Regions from separate parts of the Mus musculus genome. Here region 2 is linked to region 1. A link is a contact called in public Hi-C data. All regions are on one chromosome and are shown on one strand. Each heading gives the region's core, a stretch centred on a gene start, on an enhancer-like site or on the middle of the called end of the contact. The rest is flanking DNA. Distances are from core to core; before and after follow the strand shown. Region 1 has its middle 130 kb from the start of Mpdz. Region 2 overlaps Gm5860 (predicted gene 5860).

Region 1 (5,015 bases), core at 507-3,006:
GGTCTTCTTCTATGAAGAATTCTGTTTACAGTACAGCTAGCATTTTTAATTGACCTTTAGAAGAAAAGGTCTGGCAATAGCTTTGCCAACTTTATAAACCGTTGGGCCATCTTCTGGCAACGTTCTTCACACGAATCAGTGGGGCAGAGAGAGAAGGACGTTATCTAGCGGCTTTTGCTGGACTGTCACTTCTCAAGCCTCAGTTTGGTGGACTGGTAAGAGAACTCTGAAAATTATAAACCCAGTTTCAGCTGGAATGAGCCTAACCAATTAGCTAACTAGCTAACCAACTAGCTCAGGGAAGGCTTGCATGCAGGGGAGCAGCCGTGGTTGCCGGGCGTGAGGCCCCACACAGGGTTCCATTTGCCTCAATCCCATCTGCTGCATTTACGGGAACCAGTTCGTTAAGTCTGAATTGAATCCAAATAAAATGCGTTTCTGACGCAAAGCCGATGACTGGTGCCATTCTCCACTGCATTATGTCAAATTAGAGTTTGTTTGGAAAAGAGGTTACAGAGAGCCTGTGCAAATGTCGCTTGCACGGAACATTGATCGAGTAAGAGTTCTGCACAAATTCAACCGCCACTTGCTATAAACAAATTTGCCCCTCCCTAGTTTGACTCCTATTCACCAAGACTGAATCAAAATATTAGAACCTCTAATGAAGTAATAAATAAAATTCAAGACAGGCTAGTAAAAGGTTGGTGGAACTTCTCTGACAGCCATCTTTTCCACGTTTTTAGAGAATTTCATTTTATTACCTATGCTAGTTGGGGAGGAGTGCGTCCTTATAAAATGAAAGTAGTCCAGTGTCTGCAAAAGAACCAAATGATAAGAGGCACAACGGAGGAAGCCAGCATAGAGGATTTCCCTCCCTGCATCTCTCTCCGTAGAGAAGGGAGGCCATGGGATGCTAATGACTTCTGTTGTTGGAGATGGGCAAGTCTGTTTTACCCCAAGCTCCACCAAGAAAGAACTGCCTACTACAGATTGGATGGAGCTTAGAAAGAACTCCAGGGTGTACTCCGGATATTTGTTCTCTTCATCCCTGTCACTTCCCGTAGTGTCTAAGGTGTAGTAGCATTGTGTACTACTAAATATCAGAGATAGGTAGCAGGCAAGAGACAAAGGGAACTCTTTACAAACACAAGCCAGCTTAGAAGGGCTGTCTTTACTATGGGATGAAACTCCTGGTGGCAATCTATTTCTTTACTTTTTTTTTCCTTTTGGGAAAAAAAAAAAAGAGGCCTCTGCTTTATGTAGGACCTTTGCACATCCATCAACCTATTAAGCAACTAAATAAAGCAGTATATGAACAATAAATCATTTTGAATTTCATGCATGCACAAACCTTTTGATACCAAATTGACAAGAGAAACTTGGGTCTGGAGGAGGCTACAGACACTCCTCCAACAGTGTTGCATGTAAGATTAGGAGTTGTTCTCCACTCCTGTCAACTGCTCATTCTGGGTTCCAAATCTCGGGGCTTCTCTTTCCTCTGGTGATGGTGGAGACTAGGATGCTCAGCATGGAATTGTGTGTGTGTGTGTGTGTGTGTGTGTGTGTGTGTAAGAGCCTGCTAGCACATGTGTGGTTGAGGGGGTGGGGGAGCACGCTGTTCAGGATAAACCCACCACACATTTCTGCCATCACAGACGGTGGGCAAACAGCTGTCTGCACAGCTGAGACCACTGGAGCTGCCTGCCCTGCTCCAGTAACTCGTGAGCACATGGCTGGTCCCTGGATGGCACCATGCCCTGTGCAGCAGAGAGGCCCCAGCTTTCCCGAGGCTGAGCAGGCGGGGACTTTGCCACCAGACACAATAAGCATGTGAAATCAGGTCTCATGAATAATTCATCCTTAGTGTCCTATGAAACAAAGAAATGGTATGTTTGCTGGGAGATAACCATGTTCTGGCATTTGTAAATCTTTCTGGATTTGGAGTTGATCATGTTTCTGGTGTTGGAGAAATGTTTTGTTTTGTTGTGTTTTTAAATTTTTTGAACACACACACACACACACACAAAAAAAGTTGGAAATTCAACATAGTAATTTTACAGTGGAGGTCTTCCATGACATATTGAATGGTTTATACGAGTTTGGCTCATGATTTAGGAATCTGAAAAAGTAAAAAAAAATCTCATTTGGTGAAAAGGGATGTTAAAATCGGTTTGCTGCCATAGACTCCAGCAGGACAGAGAGTTCCCAAGATTCTTTCTTTCCGACAAGGCAAGCAGCCCACTCTGCTGGTACATGCTTCATTGCTGTGAGCTGAAAAAGCTGCTGGGCCCCCAGCATCTCACAGCATTGCAGGGAGAACAGATCTCTCGGTTTCGCCATCAATGTACAAAAACATACTTTGGTGAACCGAACTCCAAATTGTAGTGACACTCATATGCTCACCAGTTTAACACCAGTTAAATTAGTAATAAAAAAATAACCCTTCAAGAAAGAGAAGCTACTCTATTCCTTACTGTAGGTGGACTCAATGCAACGGACCTACAGACACTGGGTAGAGCACATTCATTTGCCTAACGGATGCTTCTAGAGGGTTATGTGAATTAGCTGGGTTCCTGAGCTTATTGTAACTGCTATTTATAATTAGAATCTGAGCATCCGTTTCACTAAGTTTTTAATATCCTCAAGAAAAATAAGCCTGAAGAGTTACTCATCTTGGAAATGACAACCTGGTAAAGCAAATCCCAGTCCTGTTCTCTCACTCCACCAGGCATGATCTCATCTATTTCTGCTGTTCACGTGAGCTCTCTCCACACACCTTCTTGCTTTTCTTTCTTCTTGTGAGTTCACGAGTTCCTTGCATCTCTCCAGCTTTCGGGTTCCCTATAAACCCGAACACAAGTTCTTCTGTGTCACTGACCTCACACAATCTCTTCAGTTTGATAGAGAATGTCAGAGAGAGACCACACGGATTTGGCAGAATGAATGTAAAGAGAAGCAGAAATGGGATAAGGTTCTACCAGTTATGGGCTGGAGTGAAAATACAAATCCTTTTCGCTTTAGGGTGACAAGGTTGGAAGATGAGGTATGATTTGGCAGGTGGTATAACTCCTGGTGGATAAAAGTATATGAGCACCTCGAGATGCACCGTGTGAGTGTGTGTGTGTGTGTGTGTGTGTGTGTGTGTGTGTGTGTGTGTGTGAGAGAGAGAGAGAGAGAGAGAGAGAGAGAGAGCACATATGCAGCTGAAGCAGACCTCAGGCCCTTGGAGCTGGTAGAGAGAACCTGAATGTTGTTGACCTTATGTATTTTCTCGTGGTTACTGGATTCCTCCCAGCCGCTGCTGTGAATTCAGTCACCTATGATTGGTATTCTCTACTTGGACTGTTCATGGTCCCTAACACTGTAAATAAAAGCAGGACAGCTCCCAAACTGCTTGCTCTTTAGAAAAGATAATAGACTTTGGAGAGACAAAAACTTGGTCAGTGTTAGCAGTGACTTGGGACCAGTAAGGATTCATTGGAAATGACGGTGGCTGCCTATAAAGAACAAAACATGAAACAAAAACAAAAACAAAAACAAAAACAAAAAACAAAAGCAGAAAAGCAAACGCAAACAAAGACTGGGTCATTCAAGAAGCGTTGTCATTTCCCTTGATTGCCTGTATGTGGCAACTATCAGCTCCAGCCATTACTGCATCACATACCTTGTTTCAGCATGAGTTTGCAGAAGTTGATTGAGTCCCCTCTTCTGAGCACTGTCTTAGACTCAGCGGATTCCTATATTCTGCTGGGGCAACATCACTGAGACTCGTAACATTTGCTTCCAGTATGGAAAAAAAAATCTTTTGTAGGGATAGTAGGCAAATTGATGTTTCTAATTATGTATATTATGGTATAAACTATTTGAGAACTATAAGGATATATAAGCTATCTAAGGATGTCGGCTACAGTAACAAATGACAGGAAATGACAGGAGAGTGACCAACATCAACACATGTGCAATTGGTACGAAGTCCAATGTTAAGCAGTCAGGATCTTCTGATTAGAGACGTCCGGAGTTAATTCTACCCTTGTCTTTGCTCCATTTGTGCTTCCAGAGACATTCACCCTGTCTGGATTATATATTACATCATCTGCAAAAAGCTGACAAAAGTACAGACCTCAAAAATTATATTAAAAAAAAATCAACAGGATTAGTCCTGGCCCTAGAGTAATAGGGCAGTAAGACTGGAGTAAAATTAGGGTTTGGTCTCCTCTAGAAATTTGGAAGTGGCTCTTCCTTATGTGGAGTGCTCCCCAACCCCTCCAGGAGGAAGGCTAGACAACGTCTTGTTTATGTGGTCCAGGTTAGTCTTGAGTTTGTGGCCATGCTCTTGCTTCAGCCTTCCAAGTGCTGTGATTACAGGCTGGTGCCACTAGCTCTGGCTTCTCAGCATGATTATTAAAACAACAAAACAACAAAACAACAGCAACAACAGCAGCAACAACAACAGCAACAACGACAACAAAAGGGAAGCAAGTTTTTCTTAGGTGAGGCAAGCACCTACTGTCTTTTCTCCTTTCTCAGCAGTGTTTCCTACAAGGAGGGTATAACGGGCACAGGAAGCTCAAGGTTGAGCTCTCACCTCATGTTTCTTAGCTTTGCCTCCTACCATTCATCCCTAGATGCCTGCAAGTGTAAACTCCACATCCGAGCAGAGCCTCCCTTCCACTTCCTGTGTGATTGATATGGAAAATCTGAGCAATTTCCACAACACGGTTATGAGCTATCATACAGGTGCATTTAGTTTTTAATTAATCTTAAAAATGTTTTTAATCATTAGTAGCAGTACCACTAATTGGCACGTAAGCCATTCTTGTACCAGCAGGCAGACTGTAGCTTTGCTTCAGTCCACCCACACCCAATCAGCTGAAAATTGCTCGAATGCTTATCTTATAATTACTGTGCTTAATGCTGTTTGCATTGTTTGGAAGCTTTTGTGATTAATTGATTTTTATTTTATTTTTTTTTTAAACCTCAACCTGTACATGGAACTGCAAGGATTAGTCCTGTGC
Region 2 (5,109 bases), core at 53-2,552, 520 kb after region 1:
GAGCCAGCAGGAATAACAGGATGCCTAAGAGAGCCTTGAAATCAAGGTCACTCTGAATGTGGGACTCATAATTTGAAAGTTATTGATGTGTATAGGACTGCCGTCTACTTCTCAGGTTGAGTGAACAGGTCAGAAACTTGGGAAATGAGAGTCTTGTTCTGTCTACTTGTCTTCACAGTGTCAAATACAAGTGAGACCTGCCCAGATGTAACAACAAGCAGCTCAACACTAGGCAGGTGTGGACTCCTAACACAGAGCTCCACCAGCCTGGGATCAGAGATCACGAGTGTCTCCATGAGAGATGGTACTTAGAGCCTCTCAGAGCCTTGGAGAACCAGTCAATGTCAAGTATTTGCAGAATCAGACTCCCAAATTAAGAAATTAAATAACTGACACATGGCAATATTTTAACATCACCTTCTATTTTAGCCACTAAAAGCCAAGGGATATATGTATTTAAGAATTTAGGTCTGAGAGTGGTCTATTGTCCCTTCAGCCTGGTCCTCACTTCCCTGTAGTATGGACAGAGATAAAGAGTTCATCATTACTAATAGGAACACCCAGGCATGAGAAAGCTAGAGGAACAATCAGACTGTCACAGCTGGGAGCTGAGATTGTAGCTGAAGACTTTGATATATAATTTCACATTTCAAATGTTTTCTTCAGTCATTACACACACACACACACACACTCACACGTACACATCACACATCACAATACAAAGGTTTGAAACAATTTAAAATTTTTCCCATGTCTTTCCTCACATATGTTCACCAATATCATTTCATGTACCAATATCTATTTAACTATACAATAATTTATGTAAAGAAACTCTCCACTCATCCAAATTTCAGGTCCATTAATAGAGCATCACGGTGCTCCATAAAACCCACCATGGTCACACATACATAGCCTGGGTTTGGGAGGCAGAGCAGGCAGATTTCTGAGTTCGAGGCCAGCCTGGTCTACAGAATGAGTTCCAGGACAGCTGGGGCTACACAGAGAAACCCTGTCTTGGGGGAAAAATGGACTGGGTTCTTCCTTTCTTCATGTAGATTCTGCAAAGTGACAGCCTACCAAGTTCAGAATACATTTTATAGCCCCTCCATCATGAATTCTAAATAGATATTGGCTGCATATTAACAAAAGCAAAGCTGGATCCTGGCCTCTTTTAATATCAAATCAAGACCGAAACCTTCATGAACAAACAGGGACCTTCGGGTGCCCTGCCTGAAAGAAATGGAGCTGCCTTGACATGTGAGCTTTTTCTGGCTCCCCAGAAACCAGAGCAGTTCCTCCCCCAGTGATTTTGTGTGCAGTGCTGAGAACATGAATCTTGGATGCTGTTTCAGAAGGAACCATGAGCCATTTATTCTTAGTCTGAAATTGGCAGGCTTTCTATTTTGGAGAATTTTTAATAGGAGTAGCTGAGGAACCAGCATTAGAGATTATTTTCTCAGTATGGGGTTAGATGTGTAATGCATATGTTCGCCCCGAGGACCCTAAACCACATACTGTAAAACTTTGTTAGAATGCCTCTCTTTGCTATTAACATTTTCCTGGGCCTATTGTTCATTTTTGCTAGGTCCAGCCAAAAGTTTGTACAGCCATGTTTCCCTACAGACCATTATTTTTGTGCTAATTAATTAGCACAACCAATATTTCAGATATGAAATCCAAGCTTTAGTTACTTAGTTTGGCTGAAAAATCTGTTTTCCTAATTATTGACTGTTTTCTACTACTTTAAGTCCACCACCTAGGTTCTTGGACAGAAAGAGCTTGTGGGAGCTGGGGAGGTCTCCAATGGCAACAGCCTTCCACACTGAGTGCTAGAGGGGGAGGAAGGGACTGCAGCTGTCCCTGTCACTGAGGATTTGGGAGGAAGTAAGAGAAAGAAAGGGGAAGATTTATCGGATAGACTTGAAAAGGGAAAAGACCAAGACCTTTGACAACACTAGCATGAGGGCAAACCCTCTGCAGTCACCAAGACACTTGCACACTCTTAAAGAGAACACTGTCTTCATATGGGTTCTGTGAGGAGAAATGGGGGCACATCTGCCAAGAAACATTGCATGTGTCTTGTTGCTTTCCCCTTATGTTTTTGATTGTTTGGATTCATTCCTGAATTCCCAGAACTAAGGTTTTATTTCTAATTTGATAGGAATTTTGGAAGATTGTTTTCTTATTATTTCCAGTATTTTGAGTTTACATTGATTTATCTGATTATTTACATATGGTAATACAAGTATACAGATGTAAATACATATATACACATACATATATGTAATTGTTGTGTGTAACATGCAAATACATACATGTAATCTCCCACCATCTCAGTCTCCATTAGAGTAGGAAAGAAAGGGATGGTCACCAATGTCCTTGAACAGGAAGCCATCAGAGGTCCTCTGCTGTGGGTCCTATATGTGCTTAACAACTAAGGAAGAAAGAGTGAGTATCGATTGGGCAACATAGGACAAGGCTGAAGCTCAGAGAGTTTATGTAACTTGAGGCCATGTCAGACTCCTAATATTCATGAAAATAAAATGTGAAGCAAAGACTGTCTAAAAACAAGCAAACAAAAAAAGAACAAAGACAAACTAAACAACGAAAGAAAGAAAACGATTCTTTCTCCTAATGTCCATTTTTTCAGAAAAGCAGCTTTATGGTTAACATGTGCATGCAGACCATGTATTGCCTCTCATTTGCTTGTTTGTTTGCTTGTTTTGAGGTAAGTTCTCATTCTACTTTAGTGGCTGATCTGAAAGACTCTATGGAGACCATGCTGACCTTGAACTCACAGGGCTCCATCTCCTCTGCTCTCCAGGCGCTAGCACTAAGGCTTGATCCACCAGGCCTGACAGAGAAAACGTCTTAAAAGTCAAGCACTCCTCCTCTTGAGTCCTTGTTGTAAATATTCATTTTAACTCTGAGAGCAGTCTGTAGAAAATGATTGTTGCTGTTAGACACCTGTATTCCTGTTAAATGGAAGAGGCTTTTCCTTCTGAGCAGCAGCCAAGCTATACCTCAGGGGCTTTAAAATTAAACAACGTTTTAGACATGAGAGGCAACAGAAAAGGGGAGAGAAGGGAGGACAAAGAAAAGTAGTCTGAACAAGAGTCGAGGACAAGGTCATGGAATATCTCATGCTAAAGGCATGAGAAGGCCTGGGTCCTTCCTCTTCAGTGTTTGGTGGTGTCTCTGGTATGCTTCATCTCCTTGTTATCCAGAGCCTCAGCTTCCAGAGACGCCTGAGGCTCACAGGCTAACTACAAATCCAGCTCTCCGGTGCTGTGATGGCCACATCTCTTACAGTGACATATACAGGGACTGCAAGGTTAGCCCTCTCTTTACCTCACAGTTTTAACTTTGTAGCTCTATGCAGAACTAGTAATGTTTTGGTCAAGAAAATGTCTCAGTTGGAGCTCATTTTAAGTATTGTGTTGGGAATTTAGGCATTGTGTTGGGAATTTTATCATTATTTATAATTGGAGTATTTTTCAATTTTTAATTATCCTCACACCATCACGTGATTGGGGGCATACTTTATTACTGGCTTAGTATTTTTACATTTGCTCTTATTGGCTCCCACTTTTTATTGATATGTGTATGTGTATACATTTTCCGCAGTGTTTTTTCCCTGTGTTGATGATTAGAGATGTGTCATTCTAACCAAAGCAAATGTCAGTTGCTAAATAACTGATGAGCTCAGCTGACCACCAGAACTGTTGCCCCAGTCAAGTTATCCCACTATCTCCAGCCAAGATCCAGGTACCATGGAGTCAAGTTTAGTGACAAATGTGCTGTCCTTGAACTCTCACAAAAGCACAATGGTACTAAAATGATTTTTAGTGCTATATTTGGGGAGATTTATTACATTAAAAATACCAGAAAATGGGGCTGGCTCAGCATTTAAGAGCACATATTGCTCTTATAGTGGACTCCAGTTCAATTCCCAGAACCCACAACCATCCATAACTCCAGTTCCAGGTGGTACAATATCCTCTTCTGGCCTCTAAGGGTACCAGGCACACATGTGATACACACACATGCATGCAGGCAAAACATCCATACATATAACATAAAATAAATACATCTTTAGAAACATTTGAGATACCAGTAATACAAACTCACAGGATGGCCATTTACCCAGTTTTACCCACAATATCTGCAGTGCACACCTGTGGTTGCAACATAATTCTGAAGGGTAAGCATTTCACCCTCACGGACGACATCCAAGCTCAGATGACAGTTCACCTTCTTACAAGCCAAGCTCTTTAACTGAGTCATGGTCTGGCCAAACTGACCCCGTTTTCTTGCCAATCTTCAGCTCTGCACGTGGGGAGCTAGACGTCACCTGAGTTTTCAGTGGGACTGTAATCACGGATCAGCACACATAAGAATTCAAAGTTCTTAAAAGAATGGACCATCTAGAGACTGCCATATCCATGGATCCATCCCATAATCAGCCTCCAAACGCTGACACCATTGCATACACTAGCAAGATTTTGCTGAAAGGACCCTGATATAGCTGTCTCTTGTGAGACTAGGCCAGGGCCTAGCAAACACAGAAGTGGATGCTCACAGTCAGCTATTGGATGGAACATAGGACCCCCAATGGTGGAGCTAGATAAAGTACCCAAGGAGCTAAACGGATCTGCAACCCTATAAGTGGAACAACAATATGAACAAACCAGTACCCCCTGGAGCTCTTGTCTCTAGCTGCATATGTATCAAAAGATGGCCTAGTCAGCCACCAGTGGAAAGAGAGGCCCCTTGGTCATGCAAACTTTATATGCCTCAGTGCAGGGGAACGCCAGGGCCAAAAAGTGGTAGTGGGTGGACAGGGGGGTTGGGGGGAGGGTATGGGGGACTTTTGGGATAGCATTGGAAATGTAAATGAGGAAAATACCTAATAAAAATATTTAAAAAGAAGAATCAAAGTTTTCCTGAAGTTGTCTCAACACAGAGAGGATTTTGAAAAGTGCATCAGTTCTTCACACCGTGGGCTGTTACTATGTTCACAGCTCTAACTAGCTGGGAATGACAATATGTGAAGAAAAAAAAAAACATTCGAACTGAATATACATGGACTTTGTTCTGCTTCGTGTA

The links. A called contact is a pair of places that touch in the nucleus more often than the background predicts.
Region 2: a contact with region 1 is called in a Hi-C map of cerebral cortex, with 4 times the contacts expected there. The contact joins two enhancer-like sites. A contact is called at or near these places in 3 of 484 Hi-C or Micro-C datasets (brown adipocytes, cerebral cortex and embryonic fibroblasts) and 3 of 115 datasets of contacts at active chromatin or transcription factors (astrocytes, heart atrium and neural progenitor cells).

Annotation. Positions count from the first base shown.
Region 1 is chr4:81,566,390-81,571,404 of GRCm38.p6, forward strand. No RefSeq gene overlaps it. Among named protein-coding and RNA genes, the nearest start is that of Mpdz, 130 kb to the left of the region's middle. Within about 2 kb of position 1,757, at least 35 of the 459 cell types and tissues checked have an H3K27ac peak or open chromatin away from gene starts, as enhancers often do. A contact at or near this core is called in cerebral cortex and neural progenitor cells, where this site is marked.
Region 2 is chr4:82,091,204-82,096,312 of GRCm38.p6, forward strand. The region is part of intron 2 of Gm5860 (predicted gene 5860); the gene reads left to right. Among named protein-coding and RNA genes, the nearest start is that of Gm11264, 28 kb to the left of the region's middle. Within about 2 kb of position 1,303, at least 32 of the 459 cell types and tissues checked have an H3K27ac peak or open chromatin away from gene starts, as enhancers often do. A contact at or near this core is called in cerebral cortex and neural progenitor cells, where this site is marked.